3 separate regions of the Mus musculus genome follow, and all the other regions are linked to region 3. A link is a contact called in public Hi-C and promoter capture Hi-C data. All regions are on one chromosome and are shown on one strand. The core of a region is the stretch at or near the end of the contact, and the rest is flanking DNA. Distances in the headings are between cores, read along the strand shown.

The links. Promoter capture Hi-C pulls out the DNA fragments that hold promoters and counts their contacts. Hi-C and Micro-C count contacts between places; a contact is called where the count stands out from the background.
Region 1: a promoter capture Hi-C map of liver shows a contact between it and region 3, with 4 times the contacts expected there. The contact joins the promoter of Serpinb6b here to the promoter of Serpinb1a in region 3. A contact is called at or near these places in 12 of 39 promoter capture datasets (the 3T3-L1 cell line, 3T3-L1-derived adipocytes, the C10 cell line and 6 more), 6 of 484 Hi-C or Micro-C datasets (the AML12 cell line, the C2C12 cell line, granulosa cells and 2 more), 3 of 115 datasets of contacts at active chromatin or transcription factors (effector CD8 T cells, memory CD8 T cells and pancreatic cancer cells) and 2 of 9 other capture datasets (adipose tissue and liver).
Region 2: a contact with region 3 is called in a Hi-C map of cardiomyocytes, with 2.0 times the contacts expected there. The contact joins the enhancer-like site here to the promoter of Serpinb1a in region 3. A contact is called at or near these places in 1 of 39 promoter capture datasets (liver), 11 of 484 Hi-C or Micro-C datasets (the CH12 cell line, the HL-1 cell line, cardiomyocytes and 6 more) and 2 of 9 other capture datasets (adipose tissue and liver).

Annotation. Positions count from the first base shown.
Region 1 is chr13:32,963,641-32,968,037 of GRCm38.p6, forward strand. It overlaps Serpinb6b (serine (or cysteine) peptidase inhibitor, clade B, member 6b), which reads left to right and starts at 1,621. Exons shown (of 7, transcript NM_011454.2): 1 at 1,621-1,903.
Region 2 is chr13:32,766,881-32,770,922 of GRCm38.p6, forward strand. The region is part of intron 2 of Mylk4 (myosin light chain kinase family, member 4); the gene reads right to left. Among named protein-coding and RNA genes, the nearest start is that of Mylk4, 15 kb to the right of the region's middle. Within about 2 kb of position 2,586, at least 7 of the 459 cell types and tissues checked have an H3K27ac peak or open chromatin away from gene starts, as enhancers often do. A contact at or near this core is called in cardiomyocytes, where this site is marked.
Region 3 is chr13:32,848,412-32,852,437 of GRCm38.p6, forward strand. Serpinb1a (serine (or cysteine) peptidase inhibitor, clade B, member 1a) reads right to left here and starts at 2,774. Exons shown (of 7, transcript NM_025429.2): 1 at 2,731-2,774; 2 at 1,828-2,003; 3 at 208-345. The coding sequence starts at 1,995.

The DNA of each region.
Region 1 (4,397 bases), core at 371-2,870, 110 kb after region 3:
GTTAAAAAAAAATACTAGGAGCAAACACTGCAAGTGACTGGCATTCTCACCCCTGCTGAAGACAAGCCAGGGTGATCAGATGCTGTCTGGGTGACATGGTTGCTGGTGGTCAGATATCAAGACTGATCAGGTATAGAAGAGGAAGAGTTTGGGTTGGCTAGCAGAAGAATTCTTGTAAAAGCCGGATTTTACATGTGTGCATGAGGGCTCGTGACTATCAACAGTGGAGGCAGAAAGTCAGAGTTTGAGGCCTGTATAGGCTATATAGTGAGACTTTATTTCAAAACAAGACAACAAAAATATGGATTTTTCTCAGGACGTACATACATAAGTTTGGCAAAAGACCCAGAAGACTGGCTGGAATTGGACTCTGCAGAGAATCGCCATCAGGTACCGTCCTTATGAGGATGGATTCCACAACTAACCAAACGTTCCGTGTATTTATCCTTTTAAGAATCTGGATTCACTCCAGGGTATTTTTCCATCTCAGGACTCATTTAATTGGAATGCACACACTGATACCCCAGCTGGATGACTCTGTGTGAATTAACATGGACGGGAGCTTAGCTGTATGCTAGTTATGACAACCCTTGAAATGGTTTAAAGTCAAAACATCTATCAAGATACACACAAAGGAATTCAGAGAAGCCAGAAAAGGAGATAAGAGAGAATTCTGTGCAATCTTTTTAGAGAGGTCACCCAAACATTTTAAAGTAACGACTTGTAGATCTGTGGTAGAGAACCGAAATAATGCTCCCTGTTGATGATAAACCGGAAGTTAGTTATACAGAAGAACCCTAATGTGCACAGGTACAGAGGCTATGTGCCCTGTAGTTTGAAAAAGGGTGGGCCAGAAGGATAAGCCAGAGCAATAAAGCTGCACTGGAAAGAATGCAGAGGCTAAATGAAGCATTCCTTTGTGTTTCTGTATGTCAAGAGTCACATCTCACAGCTGGTGTGGTGGCCTGGTCTGTTATGACACCTAGAAAGGCCAGTGTGGTGCTGAACATTCTATAAGGTGCTACAGCTTAGACACAGCCGAGACACACCTAACTCAAATGTCAGAAAGGTCAATGTTGGGGATCCTTGTCCTGGTGTGAGAGTGAAGAAGGCAGAAAAGAATCTGAGGTCTCCAGAGCTGACCAGTCTCTTAAACCTGGCCAGCATTCTCTCCACCGGGTCTTTTTGCTCGATAGGAGAGATGTGAGATGTTAGAGTTTTTCTGCCATTTATATAAAATGTCAGTACCTGAGGGCTGGGACAGTAGTGGAGTCTTGGACACAGTAATTACAAGGGAGGCTTCTGTGGTTTTCTGTGCATACTCGGCAAAAACTTGGACCCTGGTTATAACCCTGAAAGGAACTCCCAACATTTCTGTTTAATGCTGTCTCATTTATTCCCATTGAGAGTTAGCACATTTTAGTCATTGAGGCCATAACACTCATGTAGTGTGGAACACACCCTCCCACAGAGGGAGGAAGACAGGGAGAGAGGAGGAGGGGGAAAGAAGAGAAGAGGAAGAGGGGGGGGGGGGCGGGCGTTGCATGCCCCCTAGTGGACACCCTTCTAATTGCTTCATCCAAGCGGTTTGGTTAAATCCCTTGGTTTTCTGAAGTAGGTAGTCATAGCAAACAAACAGTGCTAGCGAGGATTCCTGATTTAACTAGACCAGTCTGCAGCTAGCTGCTGAACCCGACTGCAGGCAATGGTCAAAGTGCAGCGATCCTGCTTTTCCGTTTCTTTTCCTTTTCACCCGGACAGCCCACAGCCCCTCTGACACCTCCCCTGGGACTTCCTGACTCTGGGACCTCCCCACGCTGCGCCCTGCAGCTATTTGAGGCCAGAGCACAGGCTCTTCCTTCTCTAGATTCTGCTTGCTGACAGCCTGAACCTGGGGTTCCAGGTAAGCTCTGCTACGAGCTGGCTGAAGATGGTGGGGTAGGGTGCTGGGGTTGTGGGACCTGGATGGGAGGAGCTAACTTGGCGCATGGAATGGGCATGACATAAGAATCCTGCAGGGATTGGTACGAAGAGGTATCAAAACCAAGAGGGACCTAGTCTGTCCAGGGCGGCAGGCTTTGCCACCCTTGTGGCCTCTTATTGGCTGAGTGAGCCTGCGTCTTAGAGACGGGGTTGGGCTGTTCTCAGGGGGTTGCCCATACCCTTAGTGCCTTTAAGCTTGGATCAATACCCCAGGATTTGTCCAGTTTTGTCCTTTGTTTGTTTTTGTTGTTCTCTTGTTTGTTATTGTTTTATCACACTCGTGGCAATGGTGGTGGAATCCTGCAAGATTTGATGTCTGTGGGACATAGGCGAAGTTTTGATAAAGTTTGTGTGTCAGATGAAAGCTCAGGTTTTCCTCCCTTCCTTTGTTTTGTTGGTGGACCCTGAGCCTGTTCTTCTGCTTGCTCAGCCCCAGAGCCCCAGGCTTACTGTTCCTCCTTCTTACCTTGAATCCATTTTGAGAATCGGAAGTATGGAAATCTAGCATTCATGTGCTGTCAGGAAGCTAGATGAGGTTTGGCTCTTTTACACCGTTTTTAGGGTATGTGGGAAACAGCTGCTTGTGAGAGCATTGTACCTGAGGCTGCCCACTTCCTCGTGTGGTTTGTGTGTGGAGGGTCCGACTATCAAATAACATTTGTGTTAAGGTCCTGTGAGCCGTGCTGGGGCCCAGTAATGTGAATGTGGTTACAGGAAATGACTGCTGTTTGTGTTTGAGAACTACCCTGAGTATCTGTACCCACTATGGCTTCTGTTGTCACACAGAGAGGGTGTATGGTTCACACTTTGTTCCCTAAAGCATGTTCGCTTGGATCCCTGTGTCTTCTTCCATGGATTTCACACTTAGTCAACCAGACTCAGCAGATATAAACCAACAGCAGATAAAAACTACTTTGGAGAAGCTAGGTGTTCTGTAGGTAAGCCAGCATCCAAGAGACAGAGTCAGGAAGATAAGAGTGGGAGGTCAACCTGGATGACACAACGATGAGACTCCAATTCAAACGTGGCTAAACTGTTTTTCCTTTTCTGCTCTAAATAGTATGGTATAAAGGGTGGTTTATTTGGCATTTACATTGTATAGTGTAATGTAGGTTATTTATAGATGATTTGAAAAATACAGGGAGATGTAGATTGGTTATATCAAATATTATAGTATTTTATTTTTTAATTTAACTGTTTTGCATATCATGTGTGTTTCCTTGAGTGGGTATGTGTATGTACATATGTGTGTATATACGTGTGTGGTGCCTGGCATCTTTTTTTATTATGCTTTCTCCACCTTATATTTTCAGGCAGGGTCTCTCAGTGAACCCAGAGCTGGCCATTTTGGCCACCCTGGCTAGTTAGCTTGGCGTGAGAAAGTTGCTGGAGGAAGTTTCTGTGTTAGTATGGGAAGAGGAGCTCAGAAGGGGGCCACAGGTGCTGCCTTAGAGAAACAAGTCCCTCAGAGTCAGGGGTGAGTTCAGGACAAGAGAAGGAGTATAGATCTAGGGTCAAATGTCAATCAGACTTCTCAATGGCAAAGGCGATGGCTGAAAGCAGTTAAGCAAAGATTCAGATGTAAAAATCACACCCAGACTACTATAGACCCTGGTAACCTCTCAGTGGAATGTAAGGATAATGATCATATCAGAAAAACAATAAATCAAAATAACTGATTGGACAGCTTGAGCCACCAGAATGAGGGCATGAGCAGGAAGCAGGAAGCTCCTTGGTCCCAGAACAGATAATATTGGCAAAGGGACAGAGCTGTGCAGCACTTACAGAGGAAGCATCCAAAATGGAGTCCTGTGAACAATGTAGTCCATGAACACACTTGCACAATGAAACCTAAGAGCAATGAGCTGAGCCCAGGTGAATGACTGACTGACTGCAAGTGCAAGTATGTCTCAGAAGAGTCAAGTGCAAAGGAACTTTTAGGTGACCTTTACTGCATGGTTCACTTGGGCTGTGACAGGGAGTGTGTCTTTCAGCTTGCTGCTGGTGTGCCTAATAACCGCAGCTGGGTTTTCAGTTCCTAGACTCAGCTGTACTCACAATGGCTCTATTAACAGAAATCGGGAGAAGAGCAATATTATATCCTTGGACTAGTTATGTTGAACAGAGGATGTAAGGTGCTTTTATTGCCACAAAGCCAGGATGTTTGACTCTAACAGCTCAGAGCAAAGTATATAGTTTAAGGAGGTCCCTACTACCCAAGAAGAATAGTCCTGAGCATAAAGAACAAAAATGCCAGTTATCTGAAGTAGTCAATTTGCTCAAGAGTTTGGGACCTGGACCTACATCTTCAGCATCCTCGACAGTCGGAGCACAGCTAACAGCCAGTTTGTACTCTGAGTCTCTTCACATGCCCTAGAGCTGGGTTCTTGTCCCTTGCTGGTAGATACTTTCTT
Region 2 (4,042 bases), core at 1,336-3,835, 82 kb before region 3:
AATCTCTTCTGTTCCTTTTGTTAGGCTAATAATAGTAGTTGTCATAATTTCAGAGCTGATGATTTTTAGAAACAATCTGTGCCAGGTTTACCTAGATGTGCACTCCCTGGCTCCTAAGGGTATTTAGCAGTATGTACCCAGTAAACCAACGGGCCTTGTCTCAGGTCTGTGAACCCCATGTTGCTTGATTCTTATGCATATCAGAGAGCAGGATCCCATCACACAATATTTGTATATTCACATGCATGCATATGATCTTGGCTCTGCGGCTCATTCATGCTGGAACTCCTTTCTCCCTCTCCATGGTATCTGATGCCAACTCTTCTGCACTCCTCAGCATCCTTATATGATGGTGAGGCAAACCAGCTCATTTTGCCATCATTCCAGTACGAATGAAAAGAAATGTCAGACACATTTCAAGAAATCACAGACTGTAACAATGTCTGAGAGGGTGTAATGGTGGGGATGGGAAGGAGACCAGCACGGCAGTGCAGTATTGAGATGTCTAAGGAGCAGCCTGGGTACCTCAGAAATGTGGACTCTCCCACCCACGGAAAACAATGGGACACAAGAAAACAGGAAAGGAGTAATGTTTTCCAGGAATGCAAATACGGGGTTCTGGGAAAGAAAGAGATTGGGACCCAGAGAAAGTGAAGGTGCACATGGTAAGGGAGTGGCTCGGGGCTCCTGACAGTGAAAGCTGTGCTGAGAGCAGAGCTAAGTGCCAAAGAGGTCCTATGTCCAGTTTCCTTACTGAGCTTAGTGTCATCTCTGGGCCAAGCTCTGTGCAAACTGTAGCAGGCAACAATTCTGTGAGGTCAATATTATGAACCTCACATGATGAAGGACACAGAAAGGGTCTATGGCACATGCTCACTGCCATAGAGGCAGCAAGAGGCCAAGTGAATTTCAAATCTGTGGTCATACATATGTCTATGTGTATTGCAAGGTAAAATGTTTTACACCACAACCACGGTGAAGCGAAACGTAATAGTCAGGTTGTGCTATAAAAGAGAAGCAGTATATTTGGGGGCTATCTGCCTTCAGAAAGCTAGCTTTGGTGAAACGTCAGTTGCATTTGCTAGTTATAACTTCTATTGGATTGACAAAGTACTTAATTCATAGGAGCTGTTGACGAAACAGTGGAGTATTTAAGAGCACACAGTTTATCTAACCTTACTTTGTATGCTCACACCAAGCAGATCCAGGATACCGTGTCTTTTCTAATGCAGGACTGAGAAAGTGCTGACGTTAGTTTGAACAACTACAAAGAGGATGCTGAGCTGGGGTGCAACTTGGTGGGAGAGCAATGGCCAAGCACACAAAAGGCCTTGGGTTCCATTCTCAGCACCAGGAAAAAACAAAAAGCCTGAAAGCTCACCTGCTGCCCACAATAGTTTTTTCAACTTCTTTCCACTGGAGGTCGCTGTTACTTTGCGTTTGCTGACAAGAACCTTAGTTTACAGGTTGGCAAAGTAGACATTTAAAACCTACCCAGTCTTTTTATGCGTCCTTGAAAAGCAAACAAGTAAAACAGCCATTAAATTGAGAAAAATACTTCAGATCATGTGAGATAAAACAAATTGTCCTTAGAAAACTCTGTATGTATATAAATATTTAATGGTTTTGTGGCCTTTTAAAATCTAAATTACTCTAATGGTATAAACATGAAATTTTATATTTGTTCAAACCCACAGACTGTACAGGGGTGAGCCCTGCCATAAACTATAGAGAATCAGTGTAGGACTGTTAGTTGGAACAAAAGCATGAGTCGTCTCGGCAGTCTGGATTGTGAGAGATGCAAGTGTATGCAGAGTTCTGTAACTTTCTCTTGGTTTTGCTATGAACCCAAAACTTCTCTAAGAAACATTTTTTGAAAGAAACTGGAACAAAAATTCCTGCAATTAAGCCTACATATAAGTTTTAAATGTTGAGCAAATGAATCCATTCAGAAAGAAATACCATCCTGGGCATGCAGCTATAGCACTTTGGTCAAACTTCTAGTCCCAGTAAACCTTAGCTTACTTCTCTGTAGACAGAGAGCTTCATAGGGCCACTGTGTGAAAATTATCGAACACACACACACACACACACACACACACACAGAGAGAGAGAGAGAGAGAGAGAGAGAGAGAGAGAGAAAGAGACATGGTGTGGGAAGTACTGAGTACTTAGCACAGTGCCTGGAACATGCAGCATAAATAAATGCTAATGCTCAATCAGGACAGATCTGCCTCCTGAGGTTGTCACAGAAAGTTGTTGTTGCACTGCTGGAGACTGAGCCCAAGGCCTTACAGTGCTAGCCAAGACCCTGAGTTCCATCCCCATTTATAAAGTACTTAGAACAAGTACTGACATGCAGTGAGGACTATTTCTATATCTGTCCTTAAAATAACTGAATAGTAAAGGAATACAACCAGGTTAAAGGCATAGGTCCTAAATAAGCAATCAGCAAACACAGCCCTAAGGACATAAAAATTGAAGTGGGGTGCAGCACATGTGCACAAAGTGTGAGCTGCCAAGGGCTGCACCCCTCCCTGGGGACGGATAATAATAGTATGATACACTCATTCTAGAAAGAATGTGACCCAACACCTTCAGTTCTTACAATTCTAAATAACTAAGGCCCGCCAGGTCGTCTGAATGGGTCCCCTAACCAAACATCTCTACTAAGAGGAAAAGACACCTCACAGACTCTAACCCTGTTTGATGCCTAAAGAAATAGGAGAAATAGTCTTGGTTTGCCAGGTTCTGCCTCTTTTTGAGACTACCAGTGACCATAAGCAAGTGAAATTGCTGTTGTCAGTGGGTTTTATGTATTCCTCTTTCAAATAAGAGTCATTATTTGACAACTTTTATTAGCATCTAAGCAGAGCCAACACAGTACCTTTCTAGCTTAGTAATAGTTGTTTTTTAAATATAAAGTCTATATAGAATGATTTAAATGAATACTTAGATTCTGGTTATGGGTGGGTTAGATATATTTATGAATTAAAATTTTGTGTTAATATTTCATTTTTTTGTCTGACCCTTGTCTTAATTCCATTAATATAAGCATTAGCCTATGTAGAAAGCATAAGAATAGGCCTAGCTTGCTCATCTGTGGAAAACAAATACTGGAGGCTAACAGTTAGTTAGACATGTTGGAATGTGAGCTTACACAGTACTGGCTTCTAGCCGAGTTATTTCTCTTTTTATAGAATTTCCTGATGCCTGAGCCACTGACAAGATCATTAACCTCACACCTGTCACAGCCTGAGTCTCCGGACTCACCCCCTGCTGTGCAGGCTTCTAGCTCCCATGCTGAGACATTTGGAGAATTTCTGGATGCAGTGCTGAGCCCCTGGAAATAAAGCACGGGTGATAATCAGTGTAGAGCTAGAAACCATGAGCTCAGGAGAAAGAGGGCCTGCAGGACTCAGTGAACTGAGCCAGATCTTGATCTGTAGATCCAATGTAGGAAGTAGCTGTGGGGAGGGTGGGGTTGACCCTAATAGAGACAAGAACTCTGAATAAAAAACGCTCTGGCAGCACAGAAGATGAGTTGGAAGAAAATCCTGATGTTCAGAGAAGATAGTCCCTCCCTTGTGAGGAATCTTGGATAAATCTGCTTCACTGCTCTTGGGTTTTGAGTTCTCCTTTCAAAGATTTGGATAAGCTGGCGTCCAAGGTCCTTCCGCTGTGTGTGTGTGTGTGTGTGTGTGTGTGTGTGTGTGTGTTCTGTCTGTCAGAAAGTAAATCTAGAGTCTTGTGCATTGTAGGCACACGTTCAACCATAGAGCTGTACCGGAAGTTGAGTTACAACCAACATGCCCAACAACACAGAAGATATTAACAAAGAACACCACCATAATCTAAAAGCGGCAAAACCTCCCGCTGGGTGAAGCCACGAGCCATGGACTAATACTAAAGATTTACGAAGGTATTTTAAAAGGCATGTATATCTTAATTCCATAAAATGAACTCATACTTTCCCCTCCCTGAAAAGCATTAGGTGAGGTTGAAAGAATTGTTAAAATGAACACCAGGGGACGGTACACAG
Region 3 (4,026 bases), core at 1,524-4,023:
CACAGGAAGCGCTCTTCTCCACAGAGGCATCCCTTCAGTCCTTGCTTTCTCAAGTCATCCAGGATGGATCCTTTCCTTAGAAAGACTATGAGATGAAAGTCCCACATGCATTCTTTGCTGTTTTTATGAATACCTGCAACATGTCTGTGCCTGGAAAGGTCTGTGTTACTTCAGGAAGTTTCAGAATGTGAAGTGCTAGGTACTTACAGGAAGGAAGTTGTAGGTTTTCTCTCCATACAGTCTGTTAGCAAGTTTCAGAGTGTGAGATGCTCCACGTTTGCTCACTTCAGCATTCAGGCTTTGGAAGCGTGAATGGATGTCCTCAACAGAGTCAAAATGAAAAGTCTAAAGGAAAGACATCATTCTTCATACAATCATCTATGAAGTGATTCCCTGTTGTCTACATCCACCAAATTACTTTTATTTGATACCCAGTAACTCCAGCCCAATATTTTATTAACATATCATTGGCAAAGGAAATAAAATGGAACCAAAAATGTATGGCTCTGTGAGACATCATTAAACATAGCTTCTGAATAATTTTCAAATGTTCCCCGAATGTGAATGGTTAACAAGTTAAATATTTATGTCAAAATTTTTTCCATAAAGATTCAAATGGTATATTCAAGTTTATATACTGTGCCATATACAAGTTTGTTAAAAAATTTTTTTTAAATCTCAGAAATAACTAAACAGTGTCAATAAGACACATTCCTGTTGTGAGACCCAAAACGTGGGAGTGACTGAGACCTTCTTTCTCAATGCTTATCTTATTACGGTCCACAACTCATTCTCTAGAGAAATAACTTCCTTAAGTTTATTCTGGTGAGAGTTTACTTCCTCTTCTGCTAGTTGTAAATCAACAGGCCTTTTATGGTTGTGTGAGGTCTGGCCTCATTACTTGCTTCTAGGACACAAAGGACAAAAGCACACAGGGTCCAGAGTCCATGCTACTCTCTGAGCTCCGCTTACTAGATTGCTACATGGACACACCTACGAGACTGAAATGGGGAGGGAAAGGCCTTGAGACAGTATACTGTTTCCTGATGCTGTCAGCTGTAAAAAGCCTTAATGCTGAAGCAGACATAACCTGCGAGAAGCACCTAGCAGCAGGTGCAGTTAGGAAACACTTTACCCACTCCTGTCATGATTTCCAAAGGTGGCAGAATTCCCCTCTCAGAATTAAGGAACACCAAGAGCAGAAGTGCCCTTCATACCCATTAAGGAAGACTAGGCAGCTGTGGGGAGAGATGCAAAGGTGACCTGCTGTCTCCCAGGGGTGGACTGAGAGGAGGTAGGACCTGTCCAACAGGCCACAGGGACTTTACAATCCCTCCTCCTGCAGAGCCACAGCCAGTGAAATCAGGCTGGAGAGAGGCACAGGGCTAACCCTGGGAACATAGACAGGTGGCTGTCTTTACCTTTTGTCCCCATAAAAAAACCACCACCACCAAGCTCTCTTCCTGTAGCATGTTCTTATATTTGTCATGCCTGAAGGTGACCCTATTACTGGCATGATTTATGAGTAGTGGTTATCAGTGCAAAAGGAAAACAGGAAACAGCTAGCTCTGGGGAGGTGCAGGGCTAGCTTACCTGAAAGCCTGTGATTCACTCTTGTGAATGGGAGAACCAAACCCACAGGTAGTGTCATTGTCTTTCTTCACTTTGTGTCCCCAACTGAACAGAGACTCTGCCCTAATCTCACTTAAAGTTGGTAGTGAATGAAGAACTGACTGTTTTGGGGGTGTGGCTCTCTGAAAGTCTGACTGTACCATCTAACAAGCATGGAGATGGCAGGGAGAGCTGGCCAGTTTGGCTTTTGCTAACCTTAGAAAGCTGAGCTGCAGTGCTGCCTTTGGCCCCCAGAATGACCATGGCCAAGGCAGAAGAAATGCTGAAGGGAGAGAAGAAGATGTTTCCTGTGGGGCTGCTTTCATTCAGGGTTTGGAACAGCTCCAAGGCGAAGAGGGTGTTGGCTGAACTCAGCTGCTCCATGGTGAAGTCTGCAAAAGAGGGGAGATCAGCACTGCCAGCTACAACACCAGCAACACTACCTACCTCAGCTCTGACATCCACCCCTAGGACCCTACAGTTTGGAATTCCTACCTCATCCTGTTTTTCCTAAGAGGGCAAGCATACTACTTCAGTTCTCCATGCCTGAGATCAAGGCTGAAGTCTCAGCTGGAGTGAAATATGCGAATTTGAGAATGCCACTCAAATAAGTAAGATGTGGGTGACAGGGAAGAGGAACACTCCTCTGTGTCCCTTTTGCAAACAAGCTGATTCCTGCAGTGGGTAAGCAAGCCCTGCTTGAGGCTCATCTGCTAATCCAGCTGGGTCCCAAACTCAGAGCTCCAGTTTGTCCAAGTACAGGCTAATCACAAATGTGTGTCCCTGGCTGTTTAGCTACCCGGGCCACATGGAGTTCTCATTGTTGAGGATCTAGGATCTCACCAGCTTCCTTCCCTCCCAGCCTCCCTGCAGCCAGGATTGACCGTATGAAGCTCAGGGCACTGTCTCCCAGATCAAGGTTCAAAAAGAAAGCCGAGGGAAAGAAAAACTAGGATCACCTTCCTCCCTCGGGCCCGCGGCCTGGAGTAGGGTGCAGTTGGGGATCCACAGAGCATTTTCTGGTTACATCTTGGGTGAGGGTGAGGTACCAGGAACGTGCTGGTTCCTGGAAGAGGTGCCAGCTTCCTCCCTCCTTGCTATGACCCCTGAGAATCTTACCTCTTGCTTAGCAGGTCTGGCTCCACTTACAGCTAGGATGAAGTGCTCAGAGCCAGCTGTTGCCTTTATAGCATGCAGAAGGGGCGTGTCTTCCTGGCAAGCCCAAGCTGGGTGGAGGCGCCTTTTCTTGGCTGAGTGTTTAAAACCCGACCTTGGAGGGCTGTCAAAATAAAAGCAGAAGATTGTGGCCACTCTCAAGGGGACTTTACTTTCCTCAGTTGCAGGCCTTTTTATTATTATTATTATTATTATTATTATTATTATTATTATTATTATTTCTTTAAGCAGAGATCTGGTAAGTTATTTCTTCCTCAGCTGCAAATGGCCAAGAGAATAAATAAATGTCCTTTCTTCCAGGTCAAAAGATACCTTCTTGAATTCCACTGAAACGCTGTAAAATCAAAAGGAATCCTTTCTGTGCGGTATGTAGGTAGGGATGGAGAAATATCTTTGGGGTCCTTTGGATAAGGTCCCAGATTGCCAGTTACAAGCAATAGGTGATCCTTGTCTTCTCTGCCTTTCAGGTGCCAAGGCTAGCTCAGGGACCACACCAGGCTGGAGAAGCCCTCAACCCACAATTCCCCACTATTAGACTAAAAGTTTGGACAAATCCCCTCACTATGCAACTTAAATTAGAATTGACTAGCCCAGGCCATTGTTAACTTGATGGGCTCAGCTTTATTCTCCTTGAAGTGTTTGGAACTGTAAATTCACAGAACTTTTAGTGCTTCTTGTCTTTCTTCAGAGGACAAAGGAAGAATCCTACTGTAGGTGAGGGTCACAACACATGGATTAGTGTTTGTTAGACTCGGGAACTAAAAGAGGAGAAAGGAAGATGGGGAGGTGGGTCAGCACGTCTCTTGAGCACTCCCGTGTTGGATATAATGCCTATTGTGAGGTATCAGAAGATAGAAACTTCGTGTGTGGTGTTTGGGAGGTGAGGACTTTGAGAAGTGATTAAGATTACACAGGGTTCTCAGGGTGGGGACGCCTGACTGAATTCCAGAATATCATCTTCATGACCACTAGGTGGCGAGCACGCCCCAGCTCTTAAGGACTATGACTCCAAGCTTTAATAAGAGAAGGAGAGATGAGAAGATCAGAAGAGATAGATCTGCGCTCCTTTTTTCCCCCCTATGATACCTTGATGCCTTACACTTTCTGGGACCTTGTCTAGATGAAGGCTAGTTCAGATGCTGAGTCTTGAACATGGAGAATTCATAATTATCAAGCCACAAATGTTTTACTATAACAACATAAATGGACATAGTCCTTTTCACATACAAAATATATTCA